2 separate regions of the Mus musculus genome follow, and region 2 is linked to region 1. A link is a contact called in public promoter capture Hi-C data. All regions are on one chromosome and are shown on one strand. Each heading gives the region's core, a stretch centred on a gene start, on an enhancer-like site or on the middle of the called end of the contact. The rest is flanking DNA. Distances are from core to core; before and after follow the strand shown.

What was found. Promoter capture Hi-C pulls out the DNA fragments that hold promoters and counts their contacts.
Region 2: a promoter capture Hi-C map of the 3T3-L1 cell line shows a contact between it and region 1, with 3 times the contacts expected there. The contact joins the promoter of Dhx58 here to the promoter of Mien1 in region 1. A contact is called at or near these places in 2 of 39 promoter capture datasets (the 3T3-L1 cell line and maxillary cranial neural crest).

What each region holds. Positions count from the first base shown.
Region 1 is chr11:98,434,806-98,440,907 of GRCm38.p6, forward strand. Mien1 (migration and invasion enhancer 1) reads right to left here and starts at 4,183. Exons shown (of 4, transcript NM_025559.2): 1 at 4,053-4,183; 2 at 3,842-3,939; 3 at 3,432-3,508; 4 at 2,903-3,340. The coding sequence starts at 4,141. The coding sequence ends at 3,257. Erbb2 (erb-b2 receptor tyrosine kinase 2) reads left to right here. Exons shown (of 27, transcript NM_001003817.1): 23 at 1-143; 24 at 470-567; 25 at 720-908; 26 at 1,124-1,376; 27 at 1,508-2,911. The coding sequence ends at 1,863.
Region 2 is chr11:100,702,791-100,709,149 of GRCm38.p6, forward strand. Dhx58 (DEXH (Asp-Glu-X-His) box polypeptide 58) reads right to left here and starts at 1,481. Exons shown (of 13, transcript NM_030150.2): 1 at 1,381-1,481; 2 at 1,111-1,279; 3 at 704-905; 4 at 289-479. The coding sequence starts at 1,278. Kat2a (K(lysine) acetyltransferase 2A) reads right to left here. Exons shown (of 18, transcript NM_001038010.2): 8 at 6,286-6,359; 9 at 6,056-6,192; 10 at 5,757-5,965; 11 at 5,419-5,545; 12 at 4,068-4,178; 13 at 3,560-3,703; 14 at 3,293-3,407; 15 at 3,169-3,205; 16 at 2,971-3,034; 17 at 2,786-2,870; 18 at 1,956-2,641. The coding sequence ends at 2,448.

The sequences.
Region 1 (6,102 bases), core at 2,933-5,432:
GACTGTGTGGGAGCTGATGACCTTTGGGGCCAAACCTTACGATGGGATCCCAGCTCGGGAGATCCCTGATTTGCTGGAGAAGGGAGAACGCCTACCTCAGCCTCCAATCTGCACCATCGACGTCTACATGATCATGGTCAAATGTGCGTGGCAGGGCTGAGCCTCAGGCAGGCAGAGAGGAAGGGTGGTAGACCTGTGTGCGGGCGCTTACAGGCTGGGGGATAAATGGGAGGTGTCCTGGAGGGAGCCTCAAAGGTGCCTTACCTATTCACAGTGGAAGTCCTGCCAGAGGACATCTGTGGAGAGGAGAGAGGCCAGTCTAAAAGGGGACCCTAGAAACGCTCCAGGGTTCTGCCTCAAGATCCCAGAGTCCAGTTGTGCTCTGCCACGGGAGGGCTTTCAGCTTAGCCAGGGTTGTCTAGGCCAGGCTGGTCCTGGGACAAGGATGCTGAACTTTTTTCCGCCTTAGGTTGGATGATTGACTCCGAATGTCGCCCGAGATTCCGGGAGTTGGTATCAGAATTCTCCCGTATGGCAAGGGACCCCCAGCGCTTTGTGGTCATCCAGGTACTGGGCTTTCCCACACCATACCTGCTCTGACAGCATCCTCCCTCCTGCAGGGATAGCCCCTGCCTCTAGCCAAAGCTCGGTGAACCCTTCCAGGGAACTAAACACCAGGCTGGGAGGGCTGTCACCTCGTGTCTCCCCTTCCTTCCTAGAACGAGGACTTAGGCCCCTCCAGCCCCATGGACAGCACCTTCTACCGTTCACTGCTGGAGGATGATGACATGGGGGAGCTGGTCGATGCTGAAGAGTACCTGGTACCCCAGCAGGGATTCTTCTCCCCAGACCCTGCCCTAGGTACTGGGAGCACAGCCCACCGCAGACACCGCAGCTCGTCGGCCAGGGTCAGTGCCCACCTCGGAATAGGGATGGTCCTGCCCTTTGAGCTCCCCCACCCTCACCTTTCCTGAAGATTCCATTACCATGGCTGCTTTCCAACCCTTGGGGCCCCACTCTCTCCATCACTGCCACCATCGTGACCTGTGTTTCTCTCCTGGGACCCCGTTGTTCCCCTCGCAGACTTTTGAGTAGCTCCCATCATGACCTTCTCTTACCCCAGAGTGGCGGTGGTGAGCTGACACTGGGCCTGGAGCCCTCGGAAGAAGAGCCCCCCAGATCTCCACTGGCTCCCTCCGAAGGGGCTGGCTCCGATGTGTTTGATGGTGACCTGGCAGTGGGGGTAACCAAAGGACTGCAGAGCCTCTCTCCACATGACCTCAGCCCTCTACAGCGGTACAGTGAGGATCCCACATTACCTCTGCCCCCCGAGACTGATGGCTACGTTGCTCCCCTGGCCTGCAGCCCCCAGCCCGGTATGAAATCCAGGCCCGAGAGATTGGGAGGAGAGGGGAGTTGAGAACCCTCAGGCTACACCCACTGAGGGGCAATGATGGGGCAGGAATATCTTGGACCCTTTCCCTAACAACATCTCTTCTCTCCTCAGAGTATGTGAACCAGCCAGAGGTTCGGCCTCAGTCTCCCTTGACCCCAGAGGGTCCTCCGCCTCCCATCCGACCTGCTGGTGCTACTCTAGAAAGACCCAAGACTCTCTCTCCTGGGAAAAATGGGGTTGTCAAAGACGTTTTTGCCTTTGGGGGTGCTGTGGAGAACCCTGAATACTTAGCACCCAGAGCAGGCACTGCCTCTCAGCCCCACCCTTCTCCTGCCTTCAGCCCAGCCTTTGACAACCTCTATTACTGGGACCAGAACTCATCGGAGCAGGGTCCTCCACCAAGTACCTTTGAAGGGACCCCCACTGCAGAGAACCCTGAGTACCTAGGCCTGGATGTGCCAGTATGAGGTCACATGTGCAGACATCCTCTGTCTTCAGAGTGGGGAAGGAAGGCCTAACTTGTGGTCTCCATCGCCCGCCACAAAGCAGGGAGAAGGTCCTCTGGCCACATGACATCCAGGGCAGCCGGCTATGCCAGGAACGTGCCCTGAGGAACCTCGCTCGATGCTTCAATCCTGAGTGGTTAAGAGGGCCCCGCCTGGCCGGAAGAGACAGCACACTGTTCAGCCCCAGAGGATTACAGACCCTGACTGCCCTGACAGACTGTAGGGTCCAGTGGGTATTCCTTACCTGGCCTGGCTCTCTTGGTTCTGAAGACTGAGGGAAGCTCAGCCTGCAAGGGAGGAGGCCCCAGGTGAATATCCTGGGAGCAGGACACCCCACTAGGACTGAGGCACGTGCATCCCAAGAGGGGGACAGCACTTGCACCCAGACTGGTCTTTGTACAGAGTTTATTTTGTTCTGTTTTTACTTTTGTTTTTTGTTTTTTTTTTAAAGATGAAATAAGGATACAGTGGGAGAGTGGGTGTTATATGAAAGTCGGGGGGTGCTGTCCCCTTTCTCCATTTGCAATGAGATTTGTAAAATAACTGGACCCCAGCCTATGTCTGAGAGTGGTCCCGGGCCGGGTCAAACCGTATTGCTCATCTGACACACAGCTCCTCCTGGAGTGAGTGTGTAGAGATCTTCCAAAAGTTTGAGACAATTTGGCTTTGGGCTTGAGGGACTGGGGAGTTAGGATTCCTTCTGAAGGCCCTTTGGCAACAGGGTCATTCTCCGTTGGACACACTCATACCAAGGCTACCCCCAGAATACTCCGTTGGACACACTCATTCCAAGGCTACCCCCAGAATGAAGTCCTGTCCTCCCAGTGGGAGAGGGGAGCTTGTGGAGAGCATTGCCATGTGACTTGTTTTCCTTGCCTTAGAAAGAAGTATCCATCCAGGAAAACCCCACCCACTAGGTGTTAGTCCCACCCACTAGGTGTTAGCAGGGCCAGACTGACCTGTGTGCCCCCCGCACAGGCTGGACATAAACACACGCCAGTTGACACAAGCATTTGTAATTACTCTTTATTGCCAAGAGCCGACACTGCCCAGGATTCAGGGAAAATAAGTTATAGCAACCGTGGCATCTGAAAGGTATTGCCACGCTGGGGAGAGGACCAAACTGCAGAGGGCACAGATCCCGGGAGAGCGATGGTGATGTTCACAGAGAACATCTCTTTTCTGCCTTTGGCCACAGAAATGTCTAGTCCCTCCTTGTGCCCTAAGAGGCAAAGTGAAGTCAGGGTCTTAGTTACCTAGGGCCAAGTGAGGGGCTAAAGGTAGAGGGATTCCTAGCGTAACCACAAGGAAAGGTTTAAACCCCAGAACCAAGCTTCCAAGAATCATTTCTTAGTCACAGGATGACACAGGGAGGCCGGCTGTTGGTGATCTTTTCTACAGGTTCTCCATTGCTGGCTCTTCGGATGGCTTCCATGAGCTAGCGGACAGAGACATGGGCGAGTGTCATGCACAGGAGAGGAGGGTGTGTCTCGTCTCAGCCACCCTCCCGAGGTACATTAAATACTCACGTCTTTCTCATAAGGAAACCCTCCATTCTCCAGCTTGGAGAACACCAGCTGTCCATTGATCTCAATCTCGAAGGCCCCTGGTAGGAAATAAATGCAAGAACGAACTAAGAACAACAGGCAGAAGTTCAGGGAGGTCCTTGGCACCACCTCGAGTCCAAGCAAGACTGTTCATGGCCTCGGCAGACACCGATCCTGAAGCCATTCAGCCCCAAACCCCAAAGTCCTCACCCGTGCGTCTTTCCAATACGCCATTAAGAGTTCCTTCACTCCAAACCCACAGTAGGCATTTTTGCTATGTGTCAGACCCTACTAGGGGCTTTATATACAACAGCCAATGTCAGCTCTAGAATGTAGGGAGAGCTGGAGTTTTATCACATGGACTGACTCAGCAGGTGCTCTGCGGACCTCACCTGTCCCCCCGAGTCGCGACTCAATCTCAATGCCCGGATACTCCTCCTTCACAGCGCTCGCCAGCTCCAGGTAGGTCGCCTCAAAGCCGCAGGGTTTACTGGGGAGAAGAGACGTGGAGTGAGCTGGGGTTCCGGGGGTGGGGCCTCCCGTGGATCCACCCCCATCTTGCGGGCGAGCACAAGAGGCTCCTTTTCAACCCGAGTGGCTTACCAGTACTCCACCACGATGTGGACTCCACTGCCTGCTTCCACCTCCCCGGGAGGGGGCACTACGGACACCGGCGCTGGCTCCCCACTCATTGCTGCCCGCTCCGCTGCAGGGCTGCTTCCGGGTGTGACGCCACGCCAAAGTCACGTGGGGGGCGTGTCCGTGGGCGTGTCCGGACCTCGCTTTGCGTCGGGGCGCCCTCTGCCGTCAGCAGGTACTGCTACATCTTGATCCAGCTGCAGAGCGAATATCCTGGACCAGCACTGATCCTGGGTTCTGAGAGCTCATTGGCATCCAATGCTCACAGTCATGGATTTGCTTACTAACGAACTGCCTGTGATCACAAAGCTATTTTCCATTTACAAAAGACAGAGAAAATGGGGCAGGCGGCCGAGGTAGCTGATGGTCTGTGATTGGTGTTGCTATTTACCTCTCGAACGATGATAGCGTTTGAAACCACACCATACTGCTTTTCTTTCGAGTTCTTTTTTTTTTAACTTTTAAGAATATTTTAATTACGTATATATGTGTATAAGTGTGAATTTATGCATGCGAGGGCATCTTTAAAACTTACTACATTTATTTATTAATTTGTGGACGAGTGTGTATTGGAGGTGGGGGCCATGCCATAGCATGCTTTTGAAGGTCAGAGTACAGCAACTTTCGGCCTCCTCCATCTTATCATGTGGGTCCCAGGGATTGAACTCAGAGTATCAGATTCTGTCTCAAAGGTCTGTCTCTTACAGGTCAAGCGTCTTCATCAGCCCAGAACTCTAGTTCTTTTGACTCTGAAGTGCTGACCCCCACTTTATGCACACTCCTCATCCCTGCCTCTTGCTAGAGGGCTAGTGTCATTGAACTCAGTTTGTAATTCTGGAACTGCAGCCTGGGTCCTCCCTGTCTCTTCCTTCCCTGAAGCACCACTACAGTATCGTAACAAGTCACCCATTCTGGTGTCCCTTGAAACTGTTCATTGTTGGGTCGGTCTGTGTTTGCTGAGTTCTGACGTCATCCCATCTAGTTATAGGATATTTCAATGGATCTAAGAAGGCCTTTCCTGTTTGCTTGCAGCTTCCAACTCCAGCCCCAAGCAATCGCTGCTCTGCTCTCTAAACTTTTCTGGACATTTCACATAAATGGACTCTTGCAGCATGTGACGTTTGCTCTGTTGTATCAGAGCAAGCCTCCATCCAGTGCTGTGTCCCAGGCGTTCCTTTCTATTGATGAATACTATTTCATTCTGTTGTATAGAAAAAGCACAGATTATTTGTCTATTAACATTAATCTGGGTTTCTTTGGGTTGTTTGTTTTGAGTAAATGTCTTGTAGATGCCTTTGTATGGATGTGTTGCCATTTCTCTTAAGTTCCTTAGAGTAAAATTAAAACTACTGGGCTGCGAGAAATTTATATTTAACTCTTTATGGATTGCCTACCTGCTTTTGTTTTTGTTTTTTGTTTTTGTTTTTTTTTTTCTAAGCAGCTGTAGCATTTTACACCACCAAAAGGGCACAAGGAGTTGTTTCTTCATAGCCACCACAAATACTGGTTGCCTGTCTCTTTGATGATATTACTTTTTTTTTTTTAGATTAAATTTATTTATTTATTTTATGTATATATGAGTAGACTGCAGCTGTACTGATAGTTGTGAGCCATCATGTGGTTGCTGGGAATTTGAATTCAGGATCTCTTCTCACTCCGGTAGACCCTGCTCACTCTGGTCGGCCCGCTTGCTCCAGTCTAAAGATTTATTTATTATTATATCTAAGTACACTGTAGCTGTCTTCAGACACCCCAGAAGAGGGTGTCAGATCTCATTATGGGTGGTTGAGTGCCACCATGTGGTTGCTAGGATTTGAACTCAGGACCTTCAGAAGAGCAATCAGTGCTTTTAACCACTGAGCCATCTCTCCAGCCCTGATGATAGTTATTCTTTTAGGTAATGCAATAGGCCATCTTTTCAAGTAGTCACATTTTTGCTGTTGGTTTTTTTTTTTTTTTTTTTTTTTTTTTTGAGACAGGGTTTCTCTATAGCCCTGGCTGTCCTGGAACTCAC
Region 2 (6,359 bases), core at 231-2,730, 2.3 Mb after region 1:
ACGAACTCCGAAAATAATTAAAATTAGTTCTATGACAGAGTAGTGGGGATGGCCAGGGGAGACTGTGACAATGACAGGGCTGTTCACTGAATGGTGAAAACGAATCTGATGGAGGTTCAAAAGCAAGGGCATTTCCAGGCAAAAGGAATAGTAAGTTCAAAGGGTCCCACAAGCCTCATATGCTCAAGGTAGCGGAAGAGACGAGCATAGCCATAGTATGAAGAGTATATTTGGTAGGACTGGGAGGCAAGACAAGCAAAGATCTATGGTGGGAGGGGCTCAGCTGACCTGTAGGATGTGATCAATGGCCCCTTGGAGCTTGGTGGCCCCTCCAGTGCCTGGGGAGGCTGTGAGACCCAGGACCTGGGGGAGGGGCTCTGCCTTCTTCAGCTTCTGTTCTAGGTACCGGCTCAAGATGGTGTTGTAGACGGTGTCCTTGTGGGTGTGGTGACACTCGTCCACCACAATCAGCGAGAATTCTGGGGGCACATGAGAGACAGTGGACGGCTGCTGCTGCTGCTTCTTTCTCATAGCACTTTTGTGAAGCCCTCATTTTTCTCTGAAGTTTTCCTCTTCCCTTCCCTACTTTGGGCTGGGTCCCAGACAGGGAGCAGGTAGGAATGAAAGCGAGGCTGGGCTAGAGGAAGGAGGCTTGCTTGCCCAGGAGCACGTCCTGTGAGCAGGTCACGGCTTTCCCCCTCACCTCTGAGCTCTACGTGTTCATCCTCCTCAGAGCTGTTGAGTGCCAACTGTAACAACTCTGCCGTACAGATGAGCAGGTCGTGGCTCCGAGCCATCAGGCCAAAGCCAGCTCGGGATCCCATGTCCCCACTCAGGGTTGTTACAGTCCAGTGTTTATCCAGCATGCGCCTGAACTCCTCGGCGTGCTGGCTCACCAGGTGTACCTAGGAGTGAAGAGTAATGAAGAGAACTTGGATTGGGGTGGGGGGTGGAAAATGGCAGTTGTTGGGAGTTGGGGTGGGGGAAGGTGGGAGGAGCAAGATGTCAGGACCCAGCCATCTCCTGAACCAAGGAGAGGAGACCTGGCAGAGCGGTCGTCTAGAAGAGATGAGCTAAGAGACCCCACTTTGGGAAGGGCAGACCACTCACCCTATTGACCAGTACCACCACCTTGCCTCTGTCTACCGTCTCTAGATGCCTCTTGGCTACAAAGGCAGCTGCCCGGGTCTTCCCAGCACCCGTGGGCAGCCATATAATGATATTCTTGCCCTCCAGAGCAGGTAAGATCACTTCCCACTGGTAGGGTCGCAGCTCCATTCTGGAATGGCAGAGAGATCAGAACACGTACTGTCCCCTTCCTCCCAGCCAGCCCAGTAAGCTTCAGAGGCTGTTCTTAGCCAAGAACTCGTAGATAACTACCTGGAGCCTGCACTGGCCAGGATTAGGATGGGGTTTGGAAATGAATAGCAGCAGACTAGGCTGGTCTCTGCGGAGGTTTCTGGAGCTCTAGAAATGAAACTGAAACAAGGGGAGGAGCCAGCCAGAGCTGGAGCCCAACCCAGCCATCAAAAAAAAAAAAAAAAAAAAAAAAAAATTGAAGACTGGCAAGGGAGATGCTGACAGTCACTGCTCCTGGGTTCCCTATTTCCTCATCTGTTTTCAGTTGGCAGTAACCCTGTCCATCTGGGCTGAGCTTAAGGCCTGGAGGGGCTGACCTTGGCTGCCTGTTTCCTGGACCAGGAGTCAGGAAATAGGCAGGCATTAAGGACAAGCTCTTGCTCTCCCTTTGCAGGGGAGACAGGCTGGAAGTTATTGAAGCAGAGGAGGTGAGGGACGGCAGTCAGCCAGGTCCATCACCCCACTATATATTGCAGGGGTCAGTGGCACCAGTGTAGCCTGAAGTTAGGCTTTCAGGTTAGAAGAGTCAGGACTCGAGAAGCAAAGGTCAGCCTGCTAAGTCTAAAGCCGGACCCCCCCCCCAAAAAACAATCACACAGGGGAAAAAAAAAGCTTTATTGTTCCCTCCGAGGGATTAATGCCAAGGAATGAATGGTCCTCCTGCCCCCAATCCTGGAGGGACAGATAGACAACAGTGTAGGATAAGCCAAGGCCCCTCATGGTTCCTCCAGTCTGGGCTGTTTCCATGTGAAGGCTACTCACTGAATAGTCCTGGCCCTGGGAAACAGGCATGGGGACCAGGCTCAGGATGCTCAGCCTGCATGGCTCTATAAGGACCAACAGTTCATGCCCTGGCCACCAGACATTCTACAACGGGCTGGCCCCAGACCAGACGTCTCCCCAAGGTGGGATGCAAGGAAGGTGGAAAGAGAGCTGCTGGCTTGGGAGTGAGTGCCTGCTGGCCAGAAAGTCTGTAAGATCTGGGGTCCCTGGCTGGAGTTTCTCCAGCTGAGTCCGGGAGAGGGGGCCGGGAGCCCCCAAACGGATCTGAGGAGATGGAGGTGGATGTTGCGGATCCCAGCTGGGGGCTACTTGTCGATGAGCCCTCCCTCTTTGAGCTTGAAGTAGAAGAACTTCTCCAGGGCACTGGCGCAGCGACAGTATTCGCTGTCTGGGGGATTGTACTCCCGGCAGTTGGCGATGACCCGCTGCAGGTCAGCTACGAAGAGCTTCCGGGTCACATAGTAGCGACTGCGCAACCGTTCTGTCATGGTCTTCAGGTCTGGGTCACGAGAGAGAAGGCACATGACTTTAAGAGGTGAAGGGCTGTAACTGGGGCTGCCCACCATGGTACATGCAGACAGGAGTCAGGCTACCCTGTCAAGACTGGGGGCTTAGGCTGGGGAGTGAGTACAAGGGTCCTCACCAATGGGGAAACGGATAACCTCGTAGTAGTCAGGAGCCTCTGACTTCTTCACAGGTTCCATGAAGGGCCAGGCACTGGGGTGTGACTAGAGAGAAGAGAGGAGCTGAGGACAGGCCCAGTGTTCACCGCCCAACCGAAGACCGCCACCCACTTCAGTTACCGACAAGAAGACCTTGGCCTCCCACCTTGATCTGAGCCAGCAGGTTTTTGAGGGTCGTATATAGCTGATCAGGATCCTTAAGCTCCTTGCTGGAAATGACAGATACCGAGGCTGAGGTCTGGGTCCTTCTTGCCCTACTACACAAACACACACACACACAAACACGCACGCACACACGCCTCCATTCCTGTGGTCACTCCCCCTTGACTGAATGGACACTTACCCCTTCTCCTTTCCCAGTGGCTTCCAGCCTGTCTCTCCTGCAGAGGGGGAGAAAGCATCCCTCAGAATGCCTACCCATGCCCTGAGAATGCCCCCCTGCCCTCTCAGCCAAGGCCCCTGCTCACGAATGCCAGGGACGCTCTCCACCGGGATCTGCCTCACTCCCTCTTTGAAGCAGCTGAGTCCAGGGTAGACCTTGCGGATCTGTGCCTGTTTGCGCTCAATCAACTTCTTGATGATCTGAGGAAGCGAGGTTCTGAGGGGGCCAACTCAGGCCCAATCACCCCCAAGACCATGGTCAGTAAATGGTAACATTTACTTTTGGCTTTTTCTAAGAGGCAGGGCAGGAACCTAAAACCTGGCCTGTCTCTACCACACATAGACATACACACCTCTTTCTGTTTCTTGATGATGTGGGACAGCTCTGTGTAGGGGATTCGGGGATTCAGCTCACACTCCATCAGCGTCGCTCCTTCATAGTCCTTGATGTAGCCCAGATAGCGGCTCTTGGGCACCTTGATGTCTTTGGAGAAGCCCTACATGAGTGGAGAGTTATCACAGTCCATCAGCAAGGACTCGCTAACGTTCACAGCCACTTCTCCAGGATTGACTGAGAAGACAGCACGTAGTGCATTTCTTCCTGTATCTCTGATCATCAGGGTAGCAGTGTGAGAACCGTCCCTGCCCCTGCAAAGGCTGCAGGCCGGCTGCTCCTCACCTCTTGCCATCCCCCAAAGGACCTTCCAATCCCTGGCCTTGTTCTTCACTGGGTGGCAAAGGTAGGGAGAAGAAAGGGGTGGGCCCTTTCTCACTGGTGCCAGGGGACTCTACTACTGGATGCTGCACACACAAATCAGGGCCCCAGGCAGCAGGTATGAGCCTGGTGAGACCAAGGCTTACCTGCTTTTTGAAGTAGCCAATGGCGTACTCGTCAGCATAGGTGAGAAAGTAAAGGATGCTGTGTTTGATGTGGTACTCCTTTAGGTGGTTCATCAGGTGGGTGCCATAGCCCTGTGGGGAAGATGGAACAGGGTGGAAAGGAGATGGGGAAGCCAAGGCAGAGAGGACAGGTGGCTATCAGAGGCTCAGTGTTTATGGAGGGGGAGGGAAGGCTTTCTAGGTGCTTGCTCAGGGCCAGACTCAGCACTTGAGTCTTCAAAGACCCATTTGACAGTTAGCCCACGACCAGGTATTAAAAGCCCCATTTCACGGGAAAAACAACACCAAAAAACCCCCCTGAAAGCCAGTTACACAAAGAACAGTCTGAGGTCAGTGGACCACGAACGGATGCAGCAGAGCTGGGCTCCAACCCAACACCGCTGTTGGCCCCACACCTGGGGTTTTAGAATAAAGGGGGAGAGCAGAAAGGGGTCACAGAGGCCTGTTCATGTCAGGACACAAAACAGGAGAATGAAAAGCCCAAAAGGAGTTTGTTGTAAAAAGAAAGACAGAAGCTGGGACTATCAACTTCCCCAAGGTATGGAAATGTTCCTGTGAAGAAACCAAGGGTCACTTTAAAAGTGTGGCTGCCTTGGGGTAGAGCTCAGTTAGTACAACACCTGCTCAGAGTGCACAAAGACCTGGGTTCAGTCCCCGGCAATGGATAAGACCCGGTGTGGCAGTGCACACCTGTAACCCTAGCAACCTGGAGGCAGGAGAAGGGGATCACAAGTCTAAGGTCCCCGGGACTACACAGGGTGCTTAAGGCTGGGCTTGGCGACATGAGACCTTCTCTGAAACAGAAAGTCCCTAAGGTTAACATAAAAATATTGATTGTTGGGAGTAGAACTCACTGGTAGAGCATTTGCCTAGCGTGCACAGGGCCCTGCATTCTATCCCAACATCAGAAAAGAACAAAACAAAACAAAACAAAAATCACTGCTGCTTTGGGTATTTTTTCTTGTTTGTTTCCTCAGGACAGGGTTTCTTTGTGTAGCCCTGGCTGTCCTGGAACTCTCACAGTAGACCAGGCTGGCCTTGAACGTGGAGAGATCCCTGTCTCTGCCTCTCAAGTGCTTGGATTAAAGGCATGCACCACCACTGCCCAGCGTAGTGCGTTTTTTTTTTTAAAAACCAGTATTTTCTCAATGATCAGTTATCAAGATAAAGCTGCCACCCTGTGGGAGTATGTGGAAATGTCTGGTCGCTACAAGAAGGGCTGGGGCACAGATACCCTGCCATTTTGGCTGGCTTGGTCCATATTCAGAGGTGGGTGGTAGAACGGGGTTGTGGCCAGGGGCACTGTGCTCACCTTGACCTGCTCATTTGAGGTGACGGCACAGAAGACGATTTCCGTGAAGCCCTGAGTGGGAAACATGCGGAAGCAAATGCCACCGATGACCCGCCCATCCTTGATCAGGGCCAGGGTCTTGTGCTTCCTAAGAGAGAGGGGACATGTCATGGAACTCACCTGTCCTCTCCTCGCTCCCCAGGTCCCTCAGCCCTGAAAGAGGGAAGTGTCATCAGGGATGAGAACAGAGGGCAGGAACGGAACCCTGAAAGGTGGAGCCCTGTTATTAAGAGAGCGTCCGGTGTAGTGGGATGGAAAGAGAAGCAGCTCAGGGGCTGGAGTCCTCCCCGGGGACTCACGGGTCAAAGACGAGGCGGGCGATATATTCCTTGGGCATTCTTGGCAGCTGGTGGGAAAAGACATTCTGCAGCCCCACGAGCCAGAGCAGCACGCGCCGGTTGGCCTTGGGCGTCAGGGAGTTGCCAATGACGTGGAACTCGATGATTCCTCGCCGTTCTTCCAGGCGAGCCGTCTCATCTCGAGCTGCGTTGGCCGAAAGCAGGCTTGTCTAGGCAGAAGAAGGTGTAAAGCAAGGGCCTTGGGGTGGAGTGAAGGTGGGGATCCCCTCCCCCACAGGCCAACAGACTGGGCTCCCTACCTCAGGCCCCAGCATGGCAGCGGGGTCAGTGATCGTCAGCATGACCTCATTGACCAGCTCCATGGGGATGTCCCCCATCACGCGGAGCCGCTTGGCATCCTCCAGGGTCAGGTTCTCAGGAAGCTTCCTCTTCTCCCCTGCTGGGGAGGATGACAGGGTCACCCCGGGGGTAGCAGGAAACGTGGAGGCAAGGGTGAATGTGGGCCAGTGGCCAGTGGCCAAGTACCCACCTGGCATGGGCTCAGTCCCTGCGGAATCTAGGCTCAGGGAGCTGTTGCTGCCTCCTCCCATGGAAGGACTGAAG